Regions from separate parts of the Oryctolagus cuniculus genome. Here region 1 is linked to region 2. A link is a contact called in public Micro-C data. All regions are on one chromosome and are shown on one strand. Each heading gives the region's core, a stretch centred on a gene start, on an enhancer-like site or on the middle of the called end of the contact. The rest is flanking DNA. Distances are from core to core; before and after follow the strand shown.

Region 1 (5,167 bases), core at 2,451-4,950, 210 kb before region 2:
TCCACAATGCCACCAGAACAATCTCTCCAAAACAAAAGTCAATTTCCTATTTCACAGACATGGCAGCCCTTGTCTCATTCCTGGTAGCACTGTTTGCCAGACTTCTTTCACAGACTTAAAGTTGGCATCCTACTTTACCAAAAACTTACAGAGCATACAGACCATTATTGCACCTAATGCAAAACACTCTCTCCACCAAATAAGTGTCAGAAGCAAGAGAATATTTGTTCTTACTGTTCTACAAATAGGAGAGAGAGGGAAAAAGGGAGGGAGGGGGGGAAGACAGAGACAAAGGGTGAGCGAGCGCGCACGCCTGGGTTGGTTGAAGACTAAGAAGAGAAAGGCCACCTGGAAGTTTGGCTTCTGGAGTAGATCGGGGACTGCATCTCTCTGCACCAGCTTGTTCTTCCCTTCTTGAGGATGTGTGGCCTCGGAGTCCCCCAGCTCCTCAGGCTGTCCAACTTCCTTCTGCCTGCCATCTTCTAACTTCGGCACTGGTGGTGGCTGTTGACCAGTCTCTGCAGGGCTGCCCAGCACCTCACTCTCCCCACTGTCCCCACCCTTCTGCAGCCGAACCAAACCTCTGTTGCTGATCACTGGCAAATAGACTCCCCAGCCTGCCAGGGGCACTCTGTGCCCAGCACTGTCCCAAGGGGAGCGGCTGCGCAGGGTGCGAGGCCCCAGCGAGCACTGCACGGACTTATCCACTCGCAGACTGACCTGCACACCCACCTCCTTGGTGTTGGCCTTGCACAGCTGCAGCCTCAGACTGGGATTCATCTGGGCAAGAATGGCTTTAAGCTGTGTTCGTTTGTAAGGGTCCATGCAGTAGTCAGAAGCATTTGCAGGCACCAGCAGCCCAGGCCTGGACAGGAAAGTGGGGGGATCAATGTTTTGCCTCCAGTCAGGCTGTTTGTGCCCTGAGAGTCCAGGTTGGTCCAAAGGTAGTGTGTTCCCATAGCCCTGGTACAAGCCACAGGGAACTCGGACAAACCGCTCCATCCTTCTACTAGCTGCTCAGGCACAGTGTTTTTTACTTCCCACTTTCACTGCCACTCCTTGCCCGTGATCAAGCCAGCTCAGGTTTATCTCTAGCTTCCTCATTTATTTCAGATTTTAGCGGGGGCTGCTGCCCATTACCCTAATTGAGGAAGGGAAGCCCTATCTATCCACAGATGACTAATTGCCACCCGATTCTTAATTGCTTTTCCCTACCTCTTCAATTCAGTGATCCTGAATCTTTTTTCAAAACTGTTTTTCATTTCTGAATTATTTACACGTTTTCATTGACAATTCCTCATTCGTTCCTCTAGCAACCATTTTAGATTTTCCTTATACACTGTTGGTGGGAGTATAAATTGGTACAGACATTATAAAGGTTCCTCAAAAAAATTAGAGTATCATATAATTCAGCAATTCCACTACTGAATACATATCCAAAGAAAATAAAATCAGTGTTTTAGAGAGATAACTGCACTCTCATGTTCATTACAGCATTATTCACAATAAACAATCTACACAAACAACTTAAGTGTCAGTGGATGAATGGATTAAAAATTGTGATATACATTATTATATAATATAAATGGAATGGAATATTGTTCTGCCTTTAACACTTTTTTAGAAAGTAGATCTTGACATCTGTAACAACATGGATGAGACCTGGAGGATATTATGCTAAGTGAAATCAGCCAGACAGAAGAAAAGGTACTGCTTAAGTATTTAAGCACTCACTTAAATGTGGGCTCCAAAAAAAGTCAAATACACAGAAGCACAGACAACAGTTTTACCAGGAACATAGGGGAAATGAGAACACGTTGGTCAGAGGGTATAAAGTTGCAGCTGTGTAAAATGAATGCAAAATGAATCTAATATAATACAATGTTATTTTAGAGATCTAATGGTCACTGTAGTCAGTAAACTGTATTGCATACTAGAAATCTGCTGAGATGTTTCAGGTGTACAAAGAGTAACCATGTGAGGGTATGGATTTGTTAACTGCTTAACTGTAGTAAGCATCCACTAGGCACATGTACATCAAAACTCCGAGTCATACACATCAGATACTGTAAACTTTTAAGAAAAAAGTAAAAAATAAAGCATAAAATAAATTAAATACAAGTAATAAATTATTTGAACAGCCACATTAGAAGAGTATAATTAAGCCCAGGTACCAAAAGAACACAAAGTTGAGGGGGGGCTGTATATAGCGAGAGAGAATAATTTCAGCGGGTTGTAATGAGGTGCCAATAGCTCTCACTAGTCTATTCCTAGCGAGACACCCCAGCCTCTCCCTTCAGAAAGGAAGAAAAAACATACTATTCTGATTTGTAGGGTAATGATAGACTTAATGGCAAGGTAGTTAGGTTTAAGTCAAAATGGACTTCAAACTTTGGCCCTACTACCAGTGAAGTTATTTAATTGCCTAATTACGTTTCCCCATTGGACATTACTAACCAACTTATAGGATTATTCTAAGACTGTGATATTACTTGTAAAGCCCAAAGCAGATTGCCTAATTTACCAAATGTTCCATAAGCAGCAGTGATCATCAGATAAGGATCATACGCAGACCTGTGTTACTTTGCTAATTAGACATAGCAGATGAAAAGCTTCAGTAGTGGGACCAGCATTTGGCACAGTGGTTAAGACGCTGCTTGGGAAACCAGCATATCAGAGTCTGGCTTCACTTCCTGCTAACCCCCGGCAGTGGAAGGTAACAACGGCCCTAGTACTTGGGTCCTTGCCACTCATATGGGAGACCCAGGCTGTTTCCAGCTCCCAGCTTCAGCCTGGCCCTGCCCTGGCTTTTGTTACCATTTGTGGAGTGACCCGGCAGGTTATCTCTATTTTTCTGCTTTCAAATACGTAAAAATGTGGCTTTCATTCTTTTAAAAAACAAGGCGGGGGGAGGAGCTTTAGTTTCTATCTACATTAGTAAGGCCCCTTGCTACAGCTGAGGATTATTATCAAACTGATTATGGCACCAAAGGAACCACGTGGAGCCTCTAATCCAAGATTGCCTTTGCTGTTCCTTGCTCAAGTGCACTGTAGAAGCAGCAGGGGCCCTAAGCCGCTCTTACCTCTCCTATTCAGTTCAATATTTTATAAGTCATACATCACACACAGATTGAACACTGTTCTAGCCAAGATACAGACCCTGTGAATTCCAAAACTGAGATCAAGTTCCATCTTCCAGGTCAGTTCAAAACAGGGCAATTGACACCATAAGAATTTAAAAAGATACCATAGAAGTCTACAGGGGAGAGTACCTAGCACTGCAGGAGCGTTAACATGGGATTCACAATTTTTCAGGCTGGGAAAATGGGCTCGCTCTGAACAGTCTACCTATGGGAAACACACCTGCTAGAACTGACTTCAAGTCCCTGAGCCTTCCATTTACTACCACGCAGTCCGGAAGTGAGGCACCCACATACAGACCACTTTATACGAGTTTTCTAAGGTCAGCTCACTTTGGCGCACAGGCTTAGCAAGCACCTGCCCTAAGGATAAAGGGAAGGTTTTTTTAAAGGTCCTTAATCGTGTTCCGAGGGCGCCCACCCAAAAGTCATCCAGGGCAGGAAGAAAGGCTGGGGAACTACGCATAGACCGAACGGCCGCCCCTTCAGAACAAGGCGGGCGGGTCTAAAAAAGTCAGGAAGCGAACATACACGCCAGCTCCCTCGTCTTCCGGTTCCTGAGCCTAACAGGCAAGCCCCTCTCGCCTCACTGAGAAACAGCAGCGGCCGACGGCGGCCTCACTTCCGGGTAGTGCGTACGCTGCGTGCCTCGTCACAGCGTCCTCACGTCACGTGCCCAGAGCGGGCTTTTGGCGCGAGCGTCTGAAAAAGGCTATGGAGGCGGAGCTCCTTCAGCTCGGCGTCTGGGGTCTTGCCTAGGGCAGTGGATCGCCGCCGGAAAAGCCGATGGGGTCAGATCTGTGATCTAAATGCTGGCGCGCTTTCTCTTAGACTGCTGAGCCCAAATACCAGCTGTACCTGTGGAGCGGGTTAGTGTGGCTGGGATGGAGACGGGCATGTCTTTCGCGGCCCCAGCGGTCCGGGGTGGCGGGCTAGGGTCTCTCAGGTTCCCGGGTGGGAATCGCGGCCTGTATCGACTTCCGCCTCTTGCCTGAGAGAAACAACCTTGTTCCAAAGCAAAGGCGAGCCCCGCCCCCTCCCTCGGGACTCTGGCTTCCCGGCTCCGGGCTGCACAACGCCTTGGCTGGGTCTGCCTCCTGGCTGTTCCGGGTGTCCGGATGCGAAATGTTCTTAATTGAAAACACGGTAACGTTACTTTAACGGAATATTGCCACCCTGGAAAGTGCTTTACAGTTTCTGGGCACCCTGTATCTGCCTTACTTAAGTCCCAGATAATTGTTAGTCTCGGATCATTGACTGGGAGTTATCGGACAGTGTTTGTTTGTACCAGGAGCCACTAGTTAACGTAATTAAAAAGAAAAGATTGACAATTCTGTTCTTGAGTCGCAGTAGACACACACGCCAGGGGTTTTCCGTGGCTGCTGTGAGTGCACAGAACTGTGGAATGTTTCCATCCTCACAGGGAGTTCGGCGTCCCGAAGAACGGGTAGAGGATGTAGCTTTAGACACAAGCACAACCCCGACATGCATCCCTGTGACGGACCTTTTGGTCTTCTCTTGCAGACTGACTTATCGAGCTTTGGAGTAATATTGTACATAAAAATGCCTATTGGATCCAAAGAGAGGCCAACTTTATTTGACATTTTTAAGATGCGGTGCAACACAACAGGTATTGGCTGGTTTTATGAAACTTGATACATTTCAACGAGAAACTGTTTTCAGAAAAGTAACATACGTGCTTGCTGAAAAAAAAATTCAGTACTTCTCGGTTTTCTTTACACTGCAAGCTACTCTATATGGAGTCATAAGTCCACTTTAGAAAGTAATAGTTTACCAGTTAACCCGACAGACACAGAACCCATAGTTGTATAAAGAGACTGGCCTCTTGATGAGCAATAACTGGAAGAACTGTTTAGAAAGTAGGACTAGTAAATTAGAAGCATTGGTGATGTTACTTTGACAGAGACTGTCAAACATTTTCGTTACAGTATTCATGATTAAGACCCCTGCAAAGAGAATTTGTTTATGTAGGCTGCCATGTTAGAAATTAAAACTAAGAACTGAAA
Region 2 (5,019 bases), core at 1,257-3,756:
ATGATGGTAACATCTTCACGACAACTACAGTCAAATTCTAATTTTATAACCACTTATTATGTAAGTATTGTCACAGCATAATTTACAGGAGTGGCTATTAAAAATATGCTATTTTTAAAACAGCATCTTTGGGCCCGCATCGCGGCTCACCAGGCTAATCCTCTGCCTGCGGCGCTGGCACCCCGGGTTCTAATCCTGGTTGGGGCGCCGGGTTCTGTCCCGGTTACTCCTCTTCCAGTTCAGCTCTCTGCTGTGGCCCGGGAAGGCAGTGGAGGATGGCCCAAGTGCTTGGGCCCTACACCCACATGGGAGACCAGGAGGAAGCACCTGGCTGCTAGCTTTGGATCGGTGCAGTGCACCAGCTGTAGTGGTCATTTGGGGGGTGAACCAACAGAAGGAAGACCTTTCTCTGTCTCTCTCTCTAACTCTCCCTGTCAAAAACAAAAAACAAAAAACAAAACAAAAAAAGCAGCATCTTTGACAACGGCACCATGGCTCACTTGGTTAATCCTTTGCCTGCGGCGCCAGCATCCCCTATGGGCACCAGGCTCTAGTCCCAGTTGCTCCTCTTCCAGTCCAGCTCTTTGCTGTGGCCGGGGAAGGCAGTGGAAGATGGCTCAAGTCCTTGGGCCCTGCACCCATGTGGGAGACCAGAAGGAAGCACCTGGCTCCTGGCTTCAGATCAGCGCAGCGCCGGCCATAGCGGCCATTTGGGAGTGAACCAACGGAAGGAAGACTTTTTTTTCTGTCTCTCTCTAACTTTATGTCAAATTAAAAAAAAAAGCATCTTTAATCTAAATGATCCATTTCTGACTTTAGAGAAGTGAAATCATTTAGATAAGTTTGGGGAATCAAATCAACAGTATACACTTTTTGACATACACAACTGTGCTTCCACCCAAACTGACATCTGGATCTAACTTTGAATCCTAATGGTCTTCCTAGTTAAAGCTATTAGATGTAACTCCAGCTCCCAAACTCAGACAACCAAATGCCTTTAGCATTCAAATGTTAGGTTAGCTGAAATGTCAGTTTTTGTGGGCCCTTTTCCTGTGAGTAGTTAGTGTAAAGGTGATTATCAAATGAATGCAGTATGATAATTTAAAAGGAAAAATATTACTCAAGTTGCACTGAGAATGACATCAGTACATCATGCTTTACAGAAAAAAATCTGACAGCTGCCTCAAATCAAAAGCATTAGGAGGAAGACCTTTCTGTCTCTCTCTCTCACTGTCCACTCTGCAGGTCAAAAAATAAAAAAATAAAGAAATAATTAAAAAAAAAAAAAGCATTGGGGTCAGGCTGTGGCATAATGGGTAACAACCCCCCCGCAGAGCCGACATCCCATACGGGCGCCGGTTCAAGACCCAGATGCTCCGGAACGTCCCATCCAGCTCTCTGCTATGGCCTGGGAAAGCAGCAGAGGATGGTCCAAGTGCTTGGGCCCCTGCACCTGCGTGGAAGACCCGAGATAGGAAGAAGCTCCTGGCATTGGACTGGCACAGCCTCAACCGTTGTGGCCATTTAGGGAATGGACAAGCACATAAATCCTTAAAAAAAAAAATCAAAAGCGTTCATTTTTTTTTTTTCAAGTGGTCGATCTATGTGGGAAATAAAACTGTTTCTCTGGAAATGTCTTAGAGATGGTTAAGAATACAATTCAAAAAAGGGCTGTTTTGTTCAGCCCTTTAGTCTGCTCGCTCTTTGGCGAGAGAAAGGAAAAAAGACAAACTAGCGCATGACGGAGGTGGGACAGAGAAGGCCTGGAGGAAGACAGGACCGTGACACCGGCCATCCCACCGGAAACAGCCCCCTCCTCGGCGGACTCTCCGCTGGTCACTTCCTCCCTGGAAACGTGAGCGCAAAGTCCTAAGGCATGGCACGCAGTGTGGCCCATACCCAACCTCGGCCCTTCGGTGCGCCGTCCTCCGAGAGCCGCTCGGGACGAGTGCGTCCCCGACCTTCTCTGTCCCAAAGGAGACACGCTCCATGCCCTGCCTCGGAATTCCGGCGGTCTCCGAGCCTCACAGATCCACTCTGGGCTTTTACGGTGCCGTAATCCCAGGCGTCCGGCCAGATCCGAGCCGCTGACCAAAGAAGGAAGCAACCGAAAAACACCACACACCACCCCACACCCCTAAAAACGGGGTATCCACTCACCTTACTCTACAGCTCTGCATGGAACTGGACTTTCCAACGAGCCCTCCCTTAGACAGACGCAAACCTCTGTGAAGGGGAAAGAAAACGCGTAGAAGACGCACAGGAGCAGAGAGCTGGAAGGACTGAGCCCCAGCCGGGAGGCTACGGGCAACAAGCCGCACCTCCGTACGCAAGATGGCGGCCGCCTCACGGCCACCCAGGCAGGAACTACGGGCTCGCGCCAGGCATTGTGGGAACTGCAGGCCGTCTTTCACACCGCGGCTGTACACCACTGCGCCGAGAGCTGGTCTCCCAGAATCCATTGCGTGCCGTGCGCACTAATTTGACAAAAACGTAAACCGGAACTAGTTCCTTCCTCTGGAGCGGGGAAGTTATTTACAAACACCGAAGCACAGAAACCCGAGAAACCAGGAGCGACCCTCTCTGGCAGTCACCCCGGAAAAGAAAGGACAGGGCCTGGCGTCCCCAAGCAGGTGTATAAACTGCTCTCGGTGAATGCTTTTCCGGCTTTCCAGGAGACAAAGACTCAGCCGACTTCTCAAAAAGGAGCTCAACATTTGTAGCAGTAGCAGGGTTGGGTCGCGGACGTTGAGCGGAGAGACCAGGCGTAATTTTACGTTCTGTCAAAAGAATCATTGCAGTGCGAGTACCCGTATACTAGATAAAAATACCTACTGAGAAAAACCAGTTAGTGTTACACTTCTGGTAACGAACACCGATTACTGAGCTTTTTCATGGACAGTCATGTGCATATCGCTTGGAATACCGAGTGTCTGGTAAGAATAAGCGCTATGTGTTTATTAAATTAAAAATGTATACGAACCAAACAACTGGCAGTCCCCATTCTTTCAAGTCACTACAAAGAAAGCTGCTAATCTCTTGGTTTTTATGTCATTCTTTCTGTAGGTTTGTACCCTCCCACCCCACCAACAACATCATATAACGTTTTGATTTTAAAAGATAATAGTTAAAATCACAGTCTGGAGTCCACATTTGATTATATAACCAGTAGGCCTATGACCAAGAGGGCTCACCAAAGCAATCCCTTCCCTTACAAAGAATCTTCCGGCCGGCGCCGCGGCTCACTAGGCTAATCCTCTGCCTAGCGACGCCGGCACACCGGGTTCTAGTCCCGGTCGGGGCGCCGGATTCTGTCCCGGTTGCTCCTCTTCCAGGCCAGCCCTCTGCTGTGGCCAGGGAGTGCAGTGGAGGATGGCCCAGGTGCTTGGGCCCTGCACCCCATGGGAGACCAGGAGAAGCACCTGGCTCCTGGCTCCTGCCATCGGATCAGCGCGGTGCGCCGGCCGCAGCGCGCTGGCCGCGGCGGCCATTGGGGGGTGAACCAACGGCAAAGGAAGACCTTTCTCTCTGTCTCTCTCTCTCTCACTGTCCACTCTGCCTGTCAAAAAAAAAAAAAAAAAATCTTCCTCAAATACTAATTATATCACCATTGTTTCCCTTGATTTAATTCAAGTTATCCATCCTCCTTTGAAACAAATACACAAATGAGGTTGTGACCTTCTCAGGGTATTATATATCCAGAGTCACAGAGTGTCAGTAGAAGTTATTAATCTTGATCTCTCATCAAAGTGTTGTCCAGTTCCTTCACCGTGATTTCTTCCTTTGTAATTAATAGAAATGTGTGAGATAATAGTTTGAGGCTAAGCAAATATCCTGCTCCTAATGAAATTTTACATTATACTTTAGATCCCATTGATAATGTTTCTGGAATAATGTTTCTGTGACGTTGGTTATGAAATGTTGATTTTCCCCACCACACAGACTCCTTCAAACCTTCCACATTTGTCAATTCAAATGCTGCTATAAAGAAGAGTCCTTACTCACTATTGGCATGAATGTATGGATTCCTTTTTGTTAAGAAATTATAGTCCATTGCTGTCCTTATTAATTTGTTATCAATAGACTGTTTAGAGCAGTTTTAGATAAACTGAAAAATTGAGCAGATGCTACAATTTCCATGTACTCCCCACTAAACACACACACACACATACACAGCTTTTCTTATTACTAACCTCAACATTATGTTACATTGTTACACTTAATGAATGACCAGTGACACAGTAGTAGTAACTGCAAAGTCCTTAGTTACATTTCCTTGGTTTATACCTAATGTCATTTCTTTTTTTTTTTTTTTAAGGCACAATCTCAAACTTATGATAGTTAGGCTCCTTTTGGCTGTGACAGTTTCTTGGACTTTACTTTTTAATGACCTTGACTATTTTCAGGAAAACTGGTCAAGTATCATTAGGATGTCCTTCTATTGGGATTGTATCTGATCTTTTCTCCCATAATTAGGTTGGAGTTACTGGGTTTGTGGAAGAAGAAGGGTCACAGAGGGAAGGTGTCATTTTTATCATATCATATCTAGAGTACATATTACCAATATGATTTATGACTGTTGGCATTGCACTTTATCGCTTGGATGAAGTAATAGGTTTCTCCACAATAAATATATCCCTTGATACCCCTTTGCATGCAACACTTCTGAACAAAGTGACTGTGCACAGCACACATATCAGGAGTGGGGAGTGCTATGATAATGACACACACACATCATGTGTTGAAATTTAATCACCAATGTGGTAGGATTAGGTGGTAGGCACTTTGGGCTGGTATTGTGATGTAGCCGGAAAAGCCACCACATGTGATGTCGGTATCCCATATGGACACTGATTCGTGTCTCAGCTGCTCCAATTCTGATCCAGCTCCCTGCTAATGGCCTGGAAAAGGCAGCAGAAGATGGCCCAGGTGCTTTGGCCCCTGCCTTCCATGCGAGAGAACTGGAAGAAGTTCCTGGCTCCTGGTTTTGGCCTGACCCAGCCCTGACTGCTGTGGGCA

What was found. Hi-C and Micro-C count contacts between places; a contact is called where the count stands out from the background.
Region 1: a contact with region 2 is called in a Micro-C map of ear pinna, with 5 times the contacts expected there. The contact joins the promoter of BRCA2 here to the promoter of N4BP2L2 in region 2. A contact is called at or near these places in 2 of 6 Hi-C or Micro-C datasets (ear pinna and an unstated tissue).

The regions. Positions count from the first base shown.
Region 1 is chr9:81,965,943-81,971,109 of mOryCun1.1, reverse strand. BRCA2 (BRCA2 DNA repair associated) reads left to right here and starts at 3,700. Exons shown (of 27, transcript XM_002720579.5): 1 at 3,700-4,009; 2 at 4,665-4,770. The coding sequence starts at 4,704. It overlaps ZAR1L (zygote arrest 1 like), which reads right to left and starts at 3,748. Exons shown (of 7, transcript XR_007913745.2): 1 at 349-3,748.
Region 2 is chr9:81,758,136-81,763,154 of mOryCun1.1, reverse strand. N4BP2L2 (NEDD4 binding protein 2 like 2) reads right to left here and starts at 2,506. Exons shown (of 9, transcript XR_011378849.1): 1 at 2,161-2,506. LOC108178796 (a long non-coding RNA gene) reads left to right here and starts at 2,495. Exons shown (of 4, transcript XR_001795522.3): 1 at 2,495-2,936.